Regions from separate parts of the Gossypium hirsutum genome. Here region 2 is linked to region 1. Evidence: chromatin contacts called from public Hi-C data. All regions are on one chromosome and are shown on one strand. The core of a region is the stretch at or near the end of the contact, and the rest is flanking DNA. Distances in the headings are between cores, read along the strand shown. Region 1 holds the start of LOC107898500 (DNA topoisomerase 6 subunit A). Region 2 holds the start of LOC107899259 (protein MODIFIER OF SNC1 11).

Region 1 (5,854 bases), core at 2,285-4,784:
TAATGCAAATTGAAGCATCATAAATGTGGATGTTCTCAGTAGAGTTAATATCGTATTTGGTTCCTATGCTTCAAGTAGTTCTTTAAGGATGTTCCTTTTACTTGTAAGTGAGCAATGTGATAGCTGCAGTTCACTTGACTGAATCGAGTTCATAAGATTAATATCATTAAATGAAGATGATGACATGACATTCAAGTATTCAACCAATCACATAATGACATGTGATACATTTTCTGTGTCGTCATTGAAAATCCACTTGAGCTACACATTTGACATCCAGATGTGACATACATTACCTAAATTCAGCAATAAACTGAAATTTATCAGAAACCATCTCCGCCATGTGTGTTTTCCACCTTAATGTCTCTCTGTGCTTTAAAACATCCATCATGTCTGCTCATTCTCATTCTCCTATAACCCAATTTTCTTTTTTCTTTTTAATTTAAAACAAACACCCAAGAACTGAAGGAAAAAAGAAGCCCAAACGAAAAGTTCTTTTTGTTTTTTGTTTTTCTTTTTGAATTATTTTTTTATCATGCCTTTTCCATGATGTTACAAGTAGATGCCAACTGTGTAAATCAATATGATTTTTAGTGACAACATCATTAATATGGTGCCACACGTCACCATGTAATTGGTTGACTACAGGCGATGTCAAGTTTATGAACTAGATTGACACTACTTGCATACCTCGCTAAAAAGGTTCTTAAGGTATAATAAAGACAAATCTGCTTGATTGAATCAATAGTCATCTTAAATAGTTGTTTTTTTGCCCTAAGCCATCTTAAATATTTTAGAGAACTTGAATCTTGAAGGTAATCTTTTTCATGATTTTGTATTTTCCTGACAACTGATCTGATCTCTCATGAGAGTGTGTGTAAAACTATGGACAGGTTGAAGCTCGGATAGTTGTTCTTGCTGTTTTACGAATGATCAAAGAGAACTACGTCCAAGGTAGAAAATATTTTCACTTAAATGCTTTAACCAATGGTTACAATATGTATACCTTTTCGATCAGGCAGATTAACACTGCATATATGAATGCATCTGACATCTGAACTTTGTGATAGTTGATTCACGTAAAGCTAAATACACGATTAAGTAGTGTATTTCAAAGTCATATTTTGATGCTTCTCACTAAATTCAATTGCAGGGCATTCAGTAAGAGATGATATGTTGATAATCTTAGGAGTCAGTGAAAAGCGTGAGGAAGCAGCCAATGTAATATCTGGGGTGAAAGATGCAGCAATGAAACTTCTGCAGGATGAATTGGGGCTTGAGGTACTCTTGGTTGAACCTCAAGTTAAAAAGGATGGATGGGTAGATTTGCAGACTCCTGGTGCAAATACAGTTTTATTGGAAAAAGCTGGAAAGAACAGTTTATCATCAAAGCCCTTATCTTCTACCAGGAGACCTGTGATTTTGCAAAGGTTAAAGGTTCTGAGGAAATCTTTGAACCACTGGCTCCAAAAAAGGACAGATGTTATTAGAAGGTGAGGTGTCTATATATAAAACTCAATTTTGTGCATTGTTTTTTATATAGTAATAATTATTTAAATATAGATATAAAAGAGAATAAGAGAGTGAACTGTAGAAGTGTCAAGATGAAAGATGAGGTCAACTGTATAGTTGTACTGACCATATTTAACTCGAATGTGATGAAATAAAATGGAGGTCATTTCATTTGTACCTACTGACTACTCTATTTCTCATGTATTAGTTCCGTTGTATATTCTCTTCCTCTCCTAAGCATTTTCTATCTTGAGAAAGATAATCGAGAAACAAAACAAAGTTGTATCAAAGAGGACATTGATATTTGCTGCTGTTGTAACCTACAGTCCTAAACCTAAATGTGAATTATTTTAGGCTTTCAAATGCATATGATTTCTTTCAAATTTCCTGCATATAGAAATTGTGAAAGCTACCAACCCATACCAATCAACGAATAATTAGAAGTAAAATAACAACACATGAAATCCAACTATTACTATCTTTACGAAAAGTGAACATTGAACAAATTTCCAAGTTCTCATACATAAACCTTAAACAACAAATTCCACATTCTGAGTTCTTACCTCTCCTGCTCAAAGCCAATCCTGCTGCTGCAACTTCAATGGCAAATAAACCTCAGACAAGTATTGAAACCCAAACGAACTCAATGCCTGAATCTCCGCCTTCTGTTTAGTCTTCACCATCAAATTCAACTCCTCAACCCACCCAGGGTTCTTCTTCACAAAATCTTCCTCCAATAAATCTTTCCCAGTCTTAATATCCTGTTCTGTCATTGGCAACCTACATTGCTCTGGTATCTTATACTTATCCAAATCACTTGGCCTTATCCCCAACCACTTGATATCCGGGGTAGTCAAATTTGCACTGTCATAAGACATGTTTTTCGATCCACACCCGTACACAGACAAAATTTTCAATCCATACGGATCACTGTCAACCAATGCCAACACTGGAAGCTTCAACTCCATCTTCATTTTCTTCAAAAACAACCTTGTAGCCACATCCGGCTGCCCTTTTGCAGTCACAATTATACAAGGAAACCGATTGTAAAACCGATCTTCAGCTAATCTAATATAAGCTGCATCTTTTTCTACCAACAGAATAAACAATGCATCGCTCTGCATATCTCCGACTCGATCAATGTTAGGAGGAATTGCTTTTCCTCCCATTCCCATTTTAGTACAATCGATCATATCTCCGTTGTCACTAAAAATAAGTCTCCCAACGACCACTCCTTTTTCCGCAGCGATTACGTTGAGACTGGACCGAGTGCAGCCAAGTATACAGGAAACGTCGTCCAGAACAGCGTCGGATTGAACCTGGTCTTGGAAGAGCTTAACGTCTGTGTAGAAAAGGTCACGCTTGGTGACGTGAATATTTTTGAGACAGAGTTGATGGACTAAAGAGAGGATCTTGGCGGTTATAGTGGTTTTGCGTACAGAGGAGATGTGGGAGAAAGGGCGGACGGTGGATTTGTCTTTTAAGACGATGCGGTCAAGTTCGGGGACGTAGAGTTGGTTGGAGGAAGAACGGGAAGGGACGGTGAAGGAGAAGCCTTGGCCGGAGAGGATTTGGTGGGTGAGCTGGAGAACGAGGGCTTCGATGGTGGATTGGACGGAGGAGAGTGAGAGGTCGGACACTTCCCGGCAGGTGGCGGAGAGGGCCAGGTCGGCTAGGGTTAAGGGTTTGGAAGTGGAAGAAGAGGAAGAGGAGGTGACGGATTTGAGGATTTTGAGGATCTGGGCATCCGATTTGAGAAGGTTCTTGAAAGGCTGGGATGCTGAATCGGAGTCAGAGTCGGCACGGCGGCGCTTCTTGTCGGCCATGGAGATGGACTGTGGAGGGAAGATACCCAAGTAAAAGGCGGGAAATTGGGAAATGAGTGACGAAATAAATGCAAGGGCTAGCTAGTTGCAAGGGCTTGCCAGTCAGTTGTTTGTAAACGGAGAGAAGCGCATAAATTATGTAGTGTGGAGTAATTTCAATTTTAATATTCAACAATTTGATGCCATTAATAAAATTGAAGTAATTTATTCTTATTAATTTTGGAAGTGATTAATTAAGAACAGTTATCATAAAGTTAATGTTTTATATTAATTATACATAATTTTAATTGATATAATAATAAATTTAACTCTCACTATTTATATATTTTGTTAATTTGATCTTAGTTTTAAAAAAATCTAATAAATTTAACATTGATTTTTACACATTTATACACAAATATTGCAGGTTAAATTTATTAATGTGTAAACTTTGAGGGTTAAATTTATTATTATATGAATTAAAATTATTTAAAATAATGAAAAACATTAACCCGTAATAAATTATCCTTAGTTGCTCACTTTAAAAAATAACAGAGATTAAATTGCTCTAATTTTTTTTGAGAATGATCAATTTACTCAATATCAAAATTGAAAAAAACTAGAGAGTTGGGAGAATAAGTGTTCACGAAAGGAGGAGGTTTTACATTTGCAATGTAACTTGTGAATTAATGAAAAAGTTCCTTTTTACATGAGCTCCCATCTTGTTGCCCGACCTGCACAACATTCATGACCAAATTATTGAGAATAATTTTATATTCGAAAATCACGTCCCAATGTTTGGAATTGGATATAGAAGACATTAAGTTGCTAAGTGCTAATATTAGGTTTATAATCCCTTGTTAATCATGATTGTGATCTATTTAATTTAAACTAAACTAAACTAAAATAATAATTGATAAATGATAATAATAATTATTATTACTGAATGAGATGCTTCAATTCTTTAATATATTTTTCAAGTCACATCTTAACCATGTTGATTTATTCTTATAAATTGAGCCAAACCAACATTTGGTATATTATATTATATTATATTTAAAATTTTATTTTTTATAATAATTTTATTATTTGTTTTTATCATTTTGGTCAAATTTGTACTTAAACCATAACAAACAATATATTTAATAATGACAATAAATGTTTTATTTTCTTTTTATTGTCATTTTAATTAAAAGAAAATCTCTAATTTATCGCTCCTCCTTAATTTCAGCTTATTTTTTTGAAAAGAGAGATATGACGGGTAATTTACCAATAAAAGCCCTTTTTTTTCAAAAATTACCAAAATGGGTCCATTATTTAATTATTTATCGGAATGGTCCTTTTTTCGCGTATAGCGTCCACGTCAACTCGATGTCAGGGTACGCGTCAGGAAATCACGTCCACGTCAGAGCGAGTTGCTGACGTGGACGCGATTTCGGCCCGCGCGTGAACAGTACCCAACGGTCAAAAATTTGACCGTTGCCCCCCAACGGTCAAAAAAAAACTATAAATACCCCCACCCCTTTTTATTTTTTCACAAACAAATCCTCTCAATTTCCTTCCAAAATTCTCTCAAATCCATATTTAATTTCAATTTCCCCTCAATTTCCTTTTTTAAAATAATTTTAAAATTTTTTTATATCTTTATAAATCGTAAAAATTTGTACGATTTCATCAATGGCCGGATCATTGACTTGTCTTGATAGGCATCACATATCGGTGGAACAAATGAAAATGGTAAGTGTTAAATTTAATTTTTAAATATTATTTATGCATTTTTAGATAATTATTAATTTATTATTTGTTATAAAAGTCTGTAGATCGGGTATTGGAATGCAATATCCGGAATATGCATGCTCATCCATCACCGTTGGTAGAGAACTACCTGCGGGAAGCGGGTTCTTAGCACGTGGCGACGGTAGGCCGGGGATGCAAGTTGGACCCGAAACTGATTAGTGCGTTGATCGAGAGGTGGAGACCCGAGACGCACATATTCCATCTTCCATGTGGAGAGTGCACTATCACTCTAGAAGATGTCAGTCTGCAGTTGGGATTGCCGGTGGACAAGCACCCAGTCACCGGGTCTGCCCAATCTAGCAATTGGGAGGCGGTGTGCTACGAGCTTTTGGGCGCTATTCCGGAGAAAATGGAGGGAGGTAAGGTCGAGATGGGCTGGTTACGTGACACATTCCCTGATCCGGATGAAGATTCAACCGAAATTGAAAGAATCTGATATGCTCGGGCATACATTCTTCAATTAATTGAAGGTTATCTGATGCCCGACACGTTACGGAGCCGCGTACATATAAGATGGCTGCTAAAACTCATTGATTTTAGAGCAGCCGGTGAATTGAGTTGGGGGTCTGCCGTCTTGGCAACATTATATCGGGAGATGTGCGGGGCGACGCGACCGAGGAGAGCAAACATCGTAGGTTGCCTGTCACTACTGCAGTTATGTGCACGGTTTCGCTTTCCATTTCTACTTCCTCGAGTGAACCACCCGTATACATTCCCACTTATAACAAGGTAAATTTTAT
Region 2 (5,545 bases), core at 1,281-3,780, 160 kb after region 1:
TCAAAACAAAGACTTATTGATTGAATCCAGGAAAAAATAGACAAGCTCCAGCCTTAAGGATCATTTTTATAGATAAAAAATTATTAAGCATCTAACCTAAAACCAATAGGCAATAGGTTGAGAGGCCCAACCTTAATATAAACCCGAAACAAACCCAATATTTAATAACTTTGGGATAGCACTACTTAAGGCCCCTTCAAGTGTAGATCAAATGGCATAGACATGGACAACCTCAAGAGGGTTCCTTGTACTGCATTTTTTGGTTAATGGGTACCATCAGAGATGCAATAGACAACTGTAGGTATCTCAATTTTTAGATAGAACTTTATCTAAGCACAAACAAGTCTAAATCAATGTGCATATGTGCACACATGACACATGCCATACAAACACCATTGCATTAACCATATGACATAACGTCGTATGTAGTTATATGAGATTCAATTATTTCTAACAATTTGAAGTGACTACCAGTACCTAAATATAGTAAATACTAACCAGTTGGGCCTTGATTTCTTCTTGTAAGCTCTCCATGTCAGATTTTAGCCGGTTGACAATGCTTCTCTGGGGAGAAAAGTAAATGTAAGATAATTAAGAGATTTTTAAGAAGGATTGAGAATACAAATTAGGATAATGAAATGACAGAAAGTGCTGCAATGGAGAAGCACGATGAACTGATAAAAAACATATCATGACCATGACAGCCGGTAATGCTGCTAATCTAATATTTGGAAACAAACCTGTTGGTTATAACTATCAGTCAAAGATGAATTTTCAGCAACCAAAGATTTTGCTAATGTACGTGAGGCCTCAAGAGCTCGTTGCAGTGAAAACTTTTCCTGAGTCAAGTCTTCAATATACTGCAGAATAAGGATGAATAGATTAGAAAAGCCAAGACAATGAACAGAGAAAACATTAATAAACAAAACCGTTAACAAATAGAATGTTGTTGACATTTTAAAAAGTATTTGTAACAAACTCCCTAACAATTTAAACATCACCAGACAAAGAACACAAGAGAATAAAATGCAGATTAACATACATACAACATAGCATTTTAAAATACAGCATAAAACTGAATTCATCCTGTGCACCATCCTTTGCAACAAAAGAAAACCATTCAAAACAAAGACTTTATTGATCAGACTATTGAAGAGTCATAAAAGAAGTCACAGGAGTCTAACAACAAAAATTCCCACTGCAAGCAGCTTTAGAAGCAAAAGTTTGCAACATTGATCATAAGAACAACTCCGATTCTACAGAATAGCAAATAAACTCACCGATTCTACAGAATAGCAAGGAATCATAAGAACAACTCCGATCAAGAACTTTTGCTCCTGTCAATCCAAGAACACAGAATTTTAAAAAAAATGCAAAACCAAATAAAGAAAAAATGAAAATTTCAATTAGAAAAAAAGAGAGACACAAAAACTTACCTCAGGATTCTTGTATGGAGAAAGATGCTCGAAAATAAGAAACAATGAAAGGAAAATTGTTATGACTGAAAATTGTTAGAAATCAAAGAACGACCATCGCCTTAAGCCAAGACCCAGCGAAGAATTCATGGTAGATTTGCCTGAGAAAGAGAGGAAACAAAACAGAATATGCTGAGAAGAGAAGATGAAGAACGAAAGAAGAAAAAGGAATGAAGAACGAAAGAAGGAGAAGGAGCCTTACCTGGATGAAGGAGGAACCGGAAGAAGTCCTTGACCACACTGATTTGCAACCCAAGGGGAAGGGGAAAGGGGAGAAGAAGGGTAATCAAACATCAAAAAAGCTTGAAGAATGCAACTGAAGAATATATGGGTAAAAGAGGGAAACAAAAAGCAATTAAAGTTGCTAAATTTTTACTGGAACAAAAGGCTCCAGTCTGGAATTAAGCCTCCGGTGAGGTGAAATATATTTTCAACGCATTGAAGAATGCTTTCCAAACAGCTTTGTGTTTACTAACATTTCAGTTGTAATTTTTGTTAGCCTAAAAAAGCCAACGTACTGAGATGCAGTTGCATCCAAAGGAGGCCTTAATTGTCACATAGCGCTTTCCCATTGGCCAAGGTTGTTTAACGGAATTTTTAATGGTCATTACAATTGGACCGAAAAATAGAGAAAATTAACACTTTAGGCACCAATTTGGGACAAAAAAATTAAATATTAAAATAAAAAATAGATATACTTTAGGGGTCAAATCGTGAATTAAGCCTTAATTATGTTGTTATATATTTAAATTTCATAAGATATATAATATATATTTTAAAATTGAAAAACTAATCAACTTAGACTCCAAATTTTAAATATTAGAATTTAAGCACAACTCATATTTTAAGTAAATATAAATTTTACACAAATCCTTTTTAATACAATATTAGAGTTAACGATGATATAACATAATTCGAACCCATAACAAAAATTTTAAATCTGCTTTGGTAGACTTAATGTTTATATGCATGTATCAAAAATATTCATACCCTAGTAAAATAATATTTATATATTTAAAAATAATATATATTTATATATTTATATATTCAAACCCCCCAAAAAAAATGAAAATCTAATCTGTACAAACCGAATTTAGCTAGGCCAGCAGCTCTCATAAGGGAAAATTTCGCAACGCTTTCCCATTTATCGCAAAGGAAAAGATACGGCGAGCCTCTTCCTCGGCCCTTCTATATTCTTTCACGTAACCCTACTTACCTACCAACCAGCCAACCAATCAACTAATCCGATGGCAACCACCACCCAGAAACCCGTCGCCGCCGCAACCTCCACCCCCACCCCGACGACTCCTGCATCCGTCACTCTCGCCGCCATTTTATCTGCAGAACCAAACCCTAAGAAGATCGTGTCATCCTCCACGGATAAGTCTGATCCTCCTAACGCTGAGGGATCTCTGAAGGAGAGTGGGGGTTCGAAGACCACCGGGACTACTGTGGGCTCGGTCGTCGGGGATGAAAGCGGTCCCGTTAACGATATCCAGAAGAAGATTCGCCGAGCTGAGCGGTTCGGCGTACCTGTACAGTTGTCCGAACAAGAGAAGCGTAATTCTAGGGCCGAGAGGTGAATTCTTCAATTCCCCCCCCCCTTTTTGTTTTAGGTATTATTTATGTTTTTCCTTTCTGTTTGTACCTAGTTGACGAACATCTCTGAAGGGAAAATTTTCTTTTTCGATTTATTTCTAAAAAAGGACTATTCTGATTTTATTGTTTAAACGCGATTTTCGATTCATTGTGCGCTGAGAAGTATAGATTAACACTCTTGAATTTGTTTTTTGTTTTGATTGTTTGGAATCTCTTAGCAGCGCATAATTTTCTAATTTATTCTCTTTCTTTGATCAATCTATCCGTTTGTTCTCTAGAAATTAGTCTAACCCCTTTGTAATCTTACCTAGTTGCCTTGATAAGCATGCCTGTGTTTTTGGCTCATTATAATGTTCTGTTGGGTTTTCATTTAAATTTTTATGGTAAAGGTTTAGTAACAGTATTTGTGGATGTTGAACCCCATTCCTTGAGTTTTCTTTGTGTTTGTTGATTTGTGAACCAAACATGTCTCAGGTTTGGCACTGCCCCCAGCCCAAAGGGATCAGAAGCATCGAAGCAATCAGAGGAGGTGAAGAGGAAGGCTAGAGCTGAGAGGTTTTTTGTCCATACCACCTTTACCCAATGATGATATTACTCGGAGTTGCATTTAATCTATTTATTAATTCTTTTTGTGGGTTCTCAGGTTTGGGCTTGCTGTACCCTCTACAACTGTTGATGAGGAAGAGAAAAGGAAAGCTCGTCTTGCCCGATTTTCACCATATTCCAAACCTGACACCATTGAAGGAGAAAAAAGAAAAGCAAGGGCAATCAGGTACATTCCAATGCTAAAGAACTGCTTCTTACATTGTTAGAGATCTATAAATGCCTATAGAAATCACTATTGACAAAGGTTTATGCATGTTGAGGTTGGAATTTGATTTTTTTTCCTCTGGTCTTTCCAGGTTTTCGGATCCCCTGTCAACTTCTTTAGCACAGGTAAATCACAAGGGGACTATTGAACCAGTAAGGGTTTAATTTAGTTGTTTCTCTGGCAAAGTTGTTGGATCATAGAAAATTCAGTGTTTTAAGGTTGTATACATTTTTTTACAGGAGGCTCCTGTTGCTGGAAAGGCTGCTGGAGGACTCTAAATAAAAATTACCATAGTTAGAAGGTATCTTTGGAGATATGCATTGCTTTAATCATGTATATATCTGCATCTGTGCTCAGAAATATACTTGTTTAAATAGGTCTATATCAGTTAACTTAGAGGTTGCATTATTATTTTCTTTTCCTTTTCAGGTCTAGTGTCCTAACAGCTTGTGATTCGCTCAGCAGCTTCCTTACAATGTTTTATTTCTAACATCAAAATTTAAGATGCAATACTCCATCTCCAGATGAATTTCTAAAGAATTGGCAATGTTCTTTTGGCAGTTTGGAAGGTGTTTTACAGTGTCTATTCATTTGGTGAGGCCTATTGGAATCAACAACCACCTGGAGTGTTAACCTCTCTTAAATCCTACAAAAAGCATTAGAAATTCTGGAGTAATGGCTATAAATTTTCTACTTTCCCGGTTAGATAATTTAGTTGAGAAAGTATGGGGGTGGTTATTAGATTCATCCTAACAATTAATGAGTTTGTTTATTTGCTGTTGTAACAATTGGGCAGCATCTTATACTGTTTTAAGTTGCATAATATGATCAAGTGTGAGACAGCAGTAGTATTCAAAATTGGGTCCGACATCCATTTCCATAGTTAAAATAGCAAATGGCTTCTTAGGAATTCTTGAGCTCTGTTTCTCATTTCCTAATCTCTAGATGAAAAGGTATTTGCATCTTTTTTTCTGCTTTTCATATGTTGGACAATTGATGAACTTAGATGCCTTCAAGCAAACATGGATAACTTGTTTTCTGCATTTAGATTAAAAAGTTATTAGAAAGACTGTAGTGTGGGAGTTTATCAGGAGGCTTATCTATAGACAAATTAGATTGTTATTGTTCATTCGGTCTGTCATCTTCTTGTTTTTGTTCCTTCTAGAATAGACTTGACCCAGTTTTGTAAAAAGAAATGAAAAAGCAATTTTCAGGTATGTGCATGAGCATGCATGTTAATTCACGCGATGGTTGCAGGACTGCATGCATTTGTTTGCTCTGTGATGAGACTGCTGGCTGAAATGGCATTAGTTCAACTTAGCTAGTATCTTCCCAATATAAATTGTCCATGCAATGTTGTTAGGATATTTTACAAGTGCTGTTCACAGCATGATCATTAGAGAAATGATGAAAATTGGGAATGGTTTGATAATATGAAGATTGCTTTTGTGGGTAATATTTTCAATAGACGATGAGCTTTATGGGATCCATAAGTGAAAAACTCACTGAGCTTGTTACTTGAGGATCTCAGGATCAGTGATTAGTATTTGAGATAAGTGAACACTCCCCTTTAAGGTGATTGCTAGCTTCCGTAGGTCTCACCAGGTGAATGAATTTGGGTAATCTCTACAAGGTAATTTGTGGTGGAAGTGAATGGCGT

Evidence for each region. A called contact is a pair of places that touch in the nucleus more often than the background predicts.
Region 2: a Hi-C map of leaf shows a contact between it and region 1, with 5 times the contacts expected there. The contact joins the promoter of LOC107899259 here to the promoter of LOC107898500 in region 1. A contact is called at or near these places in 10 of 34 Hi-C or Micro-C datasets (callus, hypocotyl and leaf).

What each region holds. Positions count from the first base shown.
Region 1 is chrD04:43,331,213-43,337,066 of Gossypium_hirsutum_v2.1, forward strand. It overlaps LOC107898500 (DNA topoisomerase 6 subunit A), which reads right to left and starts at 3,535. Exons shown (of 1, transcript XM_016823967.2): 1 at 1,974-3,535. The coding sequence starts at 3,338. The coding sequence ends at 2,085. It overlaps LOC107897996 (pentatricopeptide repeat-containing protein At5g02830, chloroplastic), which reads left to right. Exons shown (of 12, transcript XM_041091197.1): 11 at 894-954; 12 at 1,154-1,689. The coding sequence ends at 1,497.
Region 2 is chrD04:43,492,658-43,498,202 of Gossypium_hirsutum_v2.1, forward strand. It overlaps LOC107899259 (protein MODIFIER OF SNC1 11), which reads left to right and starts at 2,531. Exons shown (of 6, transcript XM_016824923.2): 1 at 2,531-3,054; 2 at 3,549-3,629; 3 at 3,718-3,846; 4 at 3,977-4,037; 5 at 4,125-4,186; 6 at 4,315-5,545. The coding sequence starts at 2,723. The coding sequence ends at 4,163. It overlaps LOC107899258 (protein BLISTER), which reads right to left and starts at 2,015. Exons shown (of 7, transcript XM_041091203.1): 1 at 1,678-2,015; 2 at 1,437-1,576; 3 at 1,281-1,337; 4 at 741-860; 5 at 499-564. The coding sequence starts at 1,307.